Linked DNA regions of Mus musculus: region 1 is linked to region 2. A link is a contact called in public Micro-C data. All regions are on one chromosome and are shown on one strand. Each heading gives the region's core, a stretch centred on a gene start, on an enhancer-like site or on the middle of the called end of the contact. The rest is flanking DNA. Distances are from core to core; before and after follow the strand shown.

Region 1 (4,840 bases), core at 1,161-3,660, 600 kb after region 2:
ACCTACCCTACGTGGCCTTTAAATATAACAACAAATAGTATCCTGTAAGAATGGGAAGAAAAGGCGTCAGGTCACCTCTGATGTCATAGCTCACCCACTGACACCATGTAGACAAGCCACTAATCGTCATTTGGGAAAGATTCAGAAAGCTGCTTAGCTAAGTGTCCTCTCCCCACTTCACCCCTTTTATCTGCAAAGGTAATCCTGCATAGTAATCGTCATGTCATTGAGATCCAAGTCCTTCCTCTCCTGTTTTCCCTTTCTGTTAAAAAGTTGAGTTTTAAACTCATCTAGGTGGCTGTCAGGGACACTGGACATTAAAAATAAATGGTCGTTTCCCAAGCCACAATAAAATGTACCTTGCCTTGGGAATGGCAAGAGCCCTGCCTGAAGAGGTTAAAGGCTGTTCTTAGAGTACCCTCTGCTGGCCAGCCAGAAGGCCTGGTGCAGCAGCCACAATGGCCCAGGAAGCCTTCCCCTGAGAGTGACCAAACAGGTAGATTTGGCCTAAGAGGACCTTCATACACCATCATACGAGCCTCAGTAAGATGCAAGAACACCAACTCCGTACGTGGCCCATGTCTCAAGGAGAAACACAATCCACCTAAAAACACCAAGCTTTCTCATCACGGTTTATTATTCTGCCGTAAGATTTTATGGTGGATAAAAAAGAAGAAAGCGCCCCAGCCTTAATTACAAGAATTGCCTCTTTTCCTCAGTTATACCTCTGCTATCACAAAAACAAACTACTGCGTGCACCAGCAGCATCCCATATAATAGGCTGGAGCTAGGCAGACACGGGCGTTGATGGTGAGGCTACAGGGTACACTCTCATCTAGGTGCCTAGGATTTATGCGTGTAATATACCCCTAAGTGTATAAACCTCAATAAAACTCAAAGCAGCTTTATTGAGCTGTACCCTGTGGTACTTTCAGAATCTCACATTGAAGAAATTATTCATTCCATTTTATTTTAAAACAAACAAAATAATAACATATGGTTTCAGCCGCAAATGTGCCTTTGATCCTTTCCTCCTATGAAGTCGCCGGAATTCAGATGAAATTTGTTGGGAAATCTTTATTAAAAGCCTAATCAAGCCAAGCAGTTTTATTGTGCTTCGAAATGAACCGTTCCTGTCTCTCCATCCTTCCTGTCCCCAGAGTATGCTCAGTGTGCTCGCTGGGTCCTGCAGCGGCCCCTCGGTGGTGGGGTGGGGGTGGGGGTGGGGGTTCCGGGAGCACACTGAAGGCAGAGAACAAGCTTCCCATCCCCCTATCAGAATTGAAACCAATCTTTCTCCCCGCCCTGGTGCTCACCAGTGCGGTAATGGCTGAACACCCCCTCCTCAGTGACCCACTTTGAGGTCATCCAGGCCGCAAAAGGACATGGTAACTGTGCTGTTTGGCCATTCCGTCTGGTCACACCACGGTTGTGTTTTCCCGTGCCCCCATTTCTTTTCTTCTGCTGCTTTTCCTCATTTGTTTTTCTTCCCTCTCCACGAACAAATTTGTCTGAATTCCACAGTGAGACCACCGGGAAATGAACGTCTGAGAGCTCAGACTCCGCCATATTGCCTGGGCTCTGTCACCCTGGCCAACTTGGAGCCATCGCTCACCGATCCGGTTTTCTGCTTGGCGAGCAGAGCATAGGACACAGGCAATGCCTCGCCTGGCCTATTTTCTTCCTTTCACCTTGCGTTTCCGTTCCCATACCCATACTTTTCTGGGCTGCTTCATCCTGACCACGTTTTATTGCCAGGGAGGATTTATGTTGGTGGGTTAAACCTGATGCAGTGACGGGCTGGCCTTTTCTGTAGATTTCCTGCCACTGAGGCCCGCATTAGAAATAACAGCCCTTAACCTAGTGTTTCATTTTCTCCTGACATGTTTTATTCTCATCCCTCCTCCTCTCTCACCTCCTCCTTTCCTATACTTCTTTTTTTTTCTATCTTTATTCATTCTTATCTTTGCTCCCGCTGCAGATCTTAGCTCCTTAACCATTCCCTTCGAAGAGGAGGAGGAGGAAGAGGAGGAAGAAGAGAAAGAAGAGGAAGAAATGTACAATGACGTCGATGGCTTTGACTCCCCAAGGTCTGGCTCCCAGTGCAGAGCCATGGCCTTGCCTGAGCCTACTGAGAAAGAGGAGGACATTTATGAAGTCCTACCAGGTAAGATACATCACCGGCTAACTACCCACCTCCTGCTGCTCAGAAAAACAACAACAAAAACAAAAAACTCTTGACATGCGAAAGAACGAAACAGCCCCCAAAGTTATCCCTATTCAAGGTTCACTGTCTGAAGGAGATGGTGTAAAAAGCCCGGTGACTCTGCCTTGTTCTGGGAACAAGATGAAATCCTCTTTCAGCGGTACCACGTGACGTGACGTCACTTGTTCTTGAGCCATGAAGGTTAAAGGCTAGAGACCACTCCCTCTGTTTCTCATTGGCTAGCTGTGAGTTTGGGGGTGCGTTCTCATAACTCTCTAGCCCTGGCTTACTTTCTGTAGAATCTGGAGAAGGATAAAGCATTGTCTCAAAGGTACGGAGGATTTCCAAAGTCTGGATTGTGCAGATGCCAACAATGGTCTTGATACAGTAAAACTCTGATAGAACACACCTCATCATCGCCCAGAGTCAAATCTCATCTCCTCAGAGTAAGCCTACCCTGCCTCGCCTCTCCCCGTGCTGGGGCCGGTTGACTCTGGAGCCCTCCCCTTCACAAGGCAGGCTCACTAGCATCTCAGAAAACGCACAGTCATCACTGTTCCCGCAGAGCCACTTCTGGTGGGAATCCAGCAGCTGGTGAACAGTACAGAACACAGTGGGGGTCAGACTGGAAAGCCGGAGCCTGAGCCTTTTAATTGTGAGGTATTTAGACAATGGGAAAGCTGAATCTTCAAGTCCATTCAGGAAGCGCTCCTGTGGAAATTTGCCAGGAGTTTAGTACTCTGCTAAGAAATTCAAATTAAGCCAAAATTTATAGCAATTTAAGCCTGCATCCCAGATGAACCTGGAAACTAAGGTGAACCCAACACTTAGGCCCCAGAAGACAGGGCCCCTTGCTAAAAGCATTATCAGTAAATAATTGCATCTCAAGGCTTCCTAAGAGGAGGACCCAGCCTTCTTAAGTAGGTATTCCCTATTTGTCTCTTGCCTGAGAGACAAGCGACGTCATTGCTCTCTGAGTCAAGTTGCAAGTCTGTGTGTCCTCAAAGCCCCACCAAGAAGTGTTCAATCCTCCTCAGTCCTCCAGCCTCTGCCAGACTCCACTTCCCCTGGCGGCGGCGGCGGTGGTGGTGGTTGTTGTTGTTGTTGTTGTTGTTGTGTTTTATTATGCAAATGATATCTTGGTTGAGGTCGAGCCATTTCTTGTGTCTGAAGTTAAAAAAAAAATGATAATTTCCTCAGCAAGTCATCGTCGTTAATGAAGTTTTACAAAAACAGATACAACCAAAGGAAAATAAAATTTCACAGGTGATAAATTTTTCCAATTTCCCTGGCAGAATTCGATAGGATTGTTAAATTAAGAGTGAAGGTGTCTGTTAGGAAGCAACGAGCGGTGATGGGTAATTTTATAGAGTGGAAAATTGAATCAAATTGCTACATTAAAACAGAGCTCCTCCGAGAATCTTCCTCCACAGCCTGTGCCATTGCAACAGCAGGGTGCAGAAAGCGATCTAATTCACCACACTCCCTAAAAGGAGATGCTCTCCCCAGCTTGGCCAGGATCTTCCTAGAGAGCTCACGCCAGCCCAGGTTCGGGGAAAGAGCCGGATGAGGCTTCACCTGAGGTTCCAACGATCTCCAAGCCACTCTGCCTTCTGGGCTGCAGAGAAAAGCTATGTGATGCCCAAAGAAGCCAGGGAGGATGAAACTGATGCTGGGGGGGGGGGGGGGAGTGAAGGAGAGAGACCGCAGGAAACAGGATGGGATTCCTTACTCTGGGTCAGAAGGAAGGACTGTACCACCAGCTTCTGAGTGACCAAGTTCATCCTGCCTCCTAAACACTGCTGACAAACAAGCTGAGGTCCCTAAAATGCCTCCAAACCTCCCACTGCTTATATACAAGAGTGGAGCCGGGGGCTGGTGAGATGGCTCAGTGGGTAAGAGCACCCGACTGTTCTTCCGAAGGTCCGGAGTTCAAATCCCAGCAACCACATGGTGGCTCACAACCATCCGTAACGAGATCTGGTGCCCTCTTCTGGAGTGTCTGAAGACAGCTACAGTGTATTTACATATAATAAATAAATAAATCTTAAAAAAAAAAAAAGGAAAAAAAAAAAAAAAAAAAAAAAAGAGTGGAGCCAACGGCATGGAGCTTAGTCAGCCTCCTCAAGCAGCCACTAACCCTGTGCCCACAACTCCAGTCCACGGAAATTGAGGGAACCACACTATAGAAAAGGTGGGATCTCTTTCTGCAGGTTAGAAGGACAGCAGCTACCTTGCCTGTGCATCCAATGAACAGAAGCCACTATACACCACAGTTCTTACAGACAGCATGGGGTGGGGAGGTATATAGTCATTTAATTATCATGTGATTATTTCAGCCACATGTCTCCATCATCCAAGCTCTCTATCACCCCACCATTGGTGCTTCTGAAATTGCTCTGTGCGTTCTGCCTATGCCACACCACAGTCCTAAAGAAATGGAGAAAGAACGTGAGGGGGTCCAGCCTCATCTCCCCACCCGGGAGCTCCCCTCCCCGCCCCCACAAGGCCCTGGCATGCCAGCCACTATCTACTGAAAAATAGCATGTGAGGGACAACTAGATACAACAGGCACAGAGCTGGCTGTAACTCGGAATGGATCTACACTGCCACCTGCTCACTGTGAGAACTGGA
Region 2 (4,948 bases), core at 384-2,883:
TGGATGACTGTGAGCATCCACTTCTGTATTTGCCTGGCATTGGCAAAGCCTTGCAGGAGAGAGCTGTATCAGGCTCCTGTCAGCAGGCTCTTGTTGGCATCTGCCTAGTTGTCTGGGTTTGGTGGTCTTATTGTGAAGCAAGGCAGCAACAGCCAGGTCTACTTCTCACTCAGGGTAAATGGGCAAACTACAGTTCTAAGTTTTTGGAGAAAAAAAAAAAAGTAAGTTCCAAACACTCAGAGCTCCTGACAGTACCCAGTAAAGCACTTGGTCTAGGCATCCCTAATCTTGCATGATAAGTAAGCTACAAAGACCTGATAGTTACAGGGCTGGAGAGTTGGCTCAATGGTTAAGAGGTCTTCCAGAGGATCTAGGTTTAATTTCCAGCAACTGCAAGGCAGCTTACAACTATCTATCCAGTTTGAGGACATGACACCCTCACAGACATACATGCATACAAGCAAAACGCCAATGCACATAATATAACAATTTCAAAAAGAAAAGACCTAGTGTATAAAATGTGTAGCCCTGGATGTCCTGGAACTCCCTGAGGTAGACAAACTGACCTTTGTCTACAATTTACAGAGATCCACCTGCCTCTGCCTCTGCCTCTCAAGTGCTACCAAGTGCTGAGATTAAAGGCATGAACTAACAACCGCCTGGTAAATGAAGTCCTTTGTTATATGAGTTTTTTCTTTTGCAAAAAATAAGAAAAAGGGCTCAGAGGTTGAGCACTGTCTGCTCTTCCAGAGGTCATGAGTTCAATTCCCAGCAACCACAGGGTGGCTCACAACCATCTGTACTGAGGACTAGTGCCCTCTCCTGGCTTGCAGGCATAAATGCAAGCAGAATACCGTGCACTTAATAAATAAATACATCTTGGGGCTGGATAGATGGCTCAATGGTTAAGAGCACTAACTGTTCTTTCAAAGGTCCTGAGTTCAAATCCCAGCAACCACATGGTGGCTCACAACCATCTCTAATAAGATCTGATGCCCTCTTCTGGTGCACCTGAAGACAGCTACAGTGTACTTAGATATAATAAATCTTAAAAACAACAACAACAACAACAAACAACAACAAAAACAGACGGGTCCTCCCCAAAGTTTAAAAAAAAATAAGAAAAAGTCTGTTAAGTTATAATATAACATCTCAAAATTATTCTTCTAAGCTCCATCCATGGTCACCTGAGGCACTGACAACTTTTCCACTTGGGCTGCCTAGAGCAACCTACAGTTACAGGACACAAGTGGCCAGAGCCCTGGAAGGCCATGGTGGGTGACACAGCAAGGCTAGGTTTGGAACCTCAGCACACTGGGGTGATGGGTCTGGGTACCACCGCGAACCCATACATAGGGCCACTGCTGCAGGACCCTGACTCCTGTCAGAGACGAACCCAACAGGTCTGGTCTCTGGAAAAACCAGCCAGAATTTCTCAGGACTCGAAAGGGGTCCCACGCCCTCCCAAACCCACTGTGGGTAATCGGAGCACTCCAAGACGGCCTAGGGTGATGCCGAAGCCCCCACACCCTGCCCTGCCTGTAGACCCTGTCTCAAGGTCTGAATTCCGGGATCCAAGGGCTCAATTGCACCCCTTAAGGTACTCACCAGGAACAGCAGCCAGCAGCACTAGCGCTGGGAAAGGCGGGTGGGCGAGTTTAAGGACTGAAGGGATGGGCAGGCCCGGCCCACTGAGTCACAAACCCCGCCCTTGCCGCGGGACAGCTGGGACATTTAGTGCCTTTTTTGAAGAGCTGGATTTGCCTTTTTTATCACCCCGATGGCAAACTGGTTTTTTGTTGTTGTTCTTGTTTGTGTTTATATTTTAATTTGCTCAAAGCTCATATCCTTGAAAGGGCATTGAGAGTTCATCTAGGGCTGAGCGGAGGTGGCACATGCTTTTAATCCTACCACTCTGGAGGCAGAGGCAGAGGCAGGCGGATTTCTGAGTTCGAGGACAGCCTGGTCTACAGCGTGAGTTCCAGGACAGCCAGGGCTACACAGAGAAACCCTGTCTCAAAAAACCAAAAAGAAAAAAAAAAAAAAAAAAAACCCAAAAAAACCAAAAACCAAAACACTTTGGTCACTAATAGTCCTATAGCTGCAGATCAGACTCTGGCATTTTAGTCTGATACACACACACACACTTGGTAGTAGATACCTCTAATTCCAGTTTTTAAGCACAGGAACACAAGGTCAGCAGTTCAGGGTTAGATTTGGTCGCCAACCAAGTTTGAAGTCAGCCTGGACTATCTGAGACCTTGTCTATTAAAAAAATAATGCTCACTCCTGTCCTGAAAGAAAATCTGTTAAACTCCTTTTTGGGTCTTCTGTGACTTGACTCAGAAAGTCTTTTTTTTTTTTTTTTAATCCCCATTTTATATGTATGAGGGGCCAGCTTTGAATTTATGGAGAGAAAGTTGCCCTTGTGCTCTAGAGCTTTCTGGTATCCTCAGGTCCTGAAGGAAAAGGCATGTGACTTCTTCATTAAAAGTCTCTTTACTGTAGACACAGAATGAGCAGAGTCTCCCTCCCCTTCAATCTTTCTTTTTCTTTTCATGTTTTTGTTTTGTTTTGTTTTAAGACAGGGTTTCTCTGTGTAGCCCTGGCTGTCCTGGAACTCACTCTGTAGACCAAGCTGGTCTCGAACTCAGAAATCTGCCTGCCTCTGCCTCCCAAGTGCTGGGATTAAAGGCCTGTGCCACCACTGCCTGAATTGTGTGATTCTTATCACAAGCATGACTTTGAACTCAAGGCAGTCCTCCTGCCTCAGGCTTTCAGGTGCAAGGATTACAGATGTGAAACACCACCATGGCTGCTACCTTTATTTTTTTTTGTAATTACCCATAGGAGCTGGGCAATGGTGGCGCATGCCATGTACAGAGAAACCCTGTCTCAAAACAAAGCAAAACAAACAAAAATTACCCAGAGGATACCAAATGCACGTTGCCTATGGAAGATTAAGTTCCGAAAAGTCCCTTCCCTTCTCAAAGGCGTTCCGAGCGTTTGAATCTGGAAGAAATGCTCTGTATCACATAACCAGAACATTCATGCTTCTGAAGTACTTTTAGATTTAAGACAGGGAAAGAAACATTCTAATTCTGCCTTCTAGGAACATCTTGGGTACCCTCCTGCAGACTCTCTGAGTGCCTCTTCCAATGTCTGAGAATATCAGATTGGTAAAATGGTTCCATCAGAGAATCACTTGTTGCACAATCCCAGGGACCCAAATTCTATCCCAAAGTCCAAGGAAAGGCAGAGAAAGAAAACCAACAGGGCAAAGCAGCCTGCTGATCTGCATGGGCACAGCGCTACCAACCCTTCACCTATTATCATGAACTCACAGGCACACACTCTATTAACAATGAACAAATTTTAATTTTTGAAAATAAGATTTGAGAAAATTAAGGTCTTTCTGCACAAACCTAGGCAAAAGGATGTCAAATCTATTAAGATTGAGAAAATAGCTGAGCCGGGTGGTAGTGGCAGTGGTGGCACACACCTTTGATCCCAGCACTCAGGAGGCAGAGGCAGATGGATCTCTGTGAGTTCGAGGCCAGGCTGGTCTACAGAGTGAATTCCAGGACAGCCAGGAAACCTGCCCCCTCCCCCCCAAAAAGGCAAGGAAGACTTGCCAATCAGGATCATACATGCCTATAATTTTGGCACTAGGGAGGCAGAGGCAGAAGGATCTTTGAAAGTTTGAGGTAGCCTGGTCTATACTGTAGTAGAATTTTTGAAGAGCCATTGCACCTGGCTTTTACTCCTGAGTGAAGGCAACATAACCTTGAGGTAATTGGCTTGCAAATAACCAGTGATTGTTATCTGAGATTCTAGGGCTTGCTTTCCTTAGGAATTTTCAGTCTCTTAGCACATAACTGCAGTCACTGGACATTCTTTGAATAAGTAGAAGCTGAATAATGACTGGTTTTGTTTAGATAATGGTTGCTTTAGAAACTGCCTAGATCAGATAAGATATTTTAGCCTTGCAGAATTGACTTGCTAAAAGACCTTTTATGTAACAATCAAAAATCTGCGCTCTGCTGAAAATGTCCTCTTTCTGCTTGTCTGGAGTAGCCCAGAATACCACTCTGTATAATCAGTTCTGGGCCAACCCGAGTTACAAAGGGAGTCCTTGCCTCAAAACCAAACCAAAACCGGAGGCTGGAGACCTGGCTCAGTGGTTTAGCATATTTGCTCTTGTAGAGACTGGGTCTGATTCTCAGCACCTGCATGGTAGGTCACAAGCTATCTGTAACTGCAGTTCTAATGGATGCCTACTGCTTACTTCCTTGACATCCTCTTTTGACTGTCTTGAGAACCAGGCCTGCAAATGCTGTCTAGACAACATAGAGAGGCAATACACTCACAATAATTAAATAATAGGTTTAATTAACATTCTTTCCCTTTTTTGCCATACCCCATGTGACTCGGTCTTGGAACCCTGACTGGAGGCAGTGAGAAAACGAGAGCGGACAGAAGTCCAGACCATGCATAGAGAAGCTGCGGTCAGGTGGGCTGTGTGAACTCTGATGGAGCACCCCAACACCACCCCAGAACCTCAGGATGTTTATTAGGGTCATCCCAGAGGCAGGAGTTATTGGGTCTCTGTAGGAGGTGAACAGTCTCAGGCTGTAAATGTCGGGAAGGAAGATGCTGCAGTTGCTAGTTTCTGTGCACCCTCTGGTCAGTCTTCCTCACTTGGACCCTCCAGGAAAGCTTTGCCATCCCTTTGGGCCTCACTAAGGCAAAGCTTTGCCTGGGCTGAGGCATCAGGGTCTTTGATATAGAAATGCTCATATCAACAATACAGGGCCACTCAAGATTTTACTCACACTCGGATTCCCTCTGCTCTCTACATTAAAAAAAAAACAAACAAACTATAATGTATAGGCCTGTAGGAGTGGAGATGGGCTGTGTGCACATGAGTATAGGTGCCCCTGTAGGC

What was found. Hi-C and Micro-C count contacts between places; a contact is called where the count stands out from the background.
Region 1: a Micro-C map of embryonic stem cells shows a contact between it and region 2, with 5 times the contacts expected there. The contact joins the enhancer-like site here to the promoter of Calcoco2 in region 2. A contact is called at or near these places in 4 of 39 promoter capture datasets (the C10 cell line, the HPC-7 cell line, hippocampal neurons and 1 more), 1 of 484 Hi-C or Micro-C datasets (embryonic stem cells) and 2 of 9 other capture datasets (embryonic stem cells and liver).

Annotation. Positions count from the first base shown.
Region 1 is chr11:96,711,036-96,715,875 of GRCm38.p6, forward strand. It overlaps Skap1 (src family associated phosphoprotein 1), which reads left to right. Exons shown (of 12, transcript NM_001177899.1): 9 at 1,982-2,167. Among named protein-coding and RNA genes, the nearest start is that of Snx11, 64 kb to the right of the region's middle. Within about 2 kb of position 2,411, at least 21 of the 459 cell types and tissues checked have an H3K27ac peak or open chromatin away from gene starts, as enhancers often do. A contact at or near this core is called in embryonic stem cells, where this site is marked.
Region 2 is chr11:96,110,329-96,115,276 of GRCm38.p6, forward strand. Calcoco2 (calcium binding and coiled-coil domain 2) reads right to left here and starts at 1,634. Exons shown (of 6, transcript NM_001271018.1): 1 at 1,609-1,634.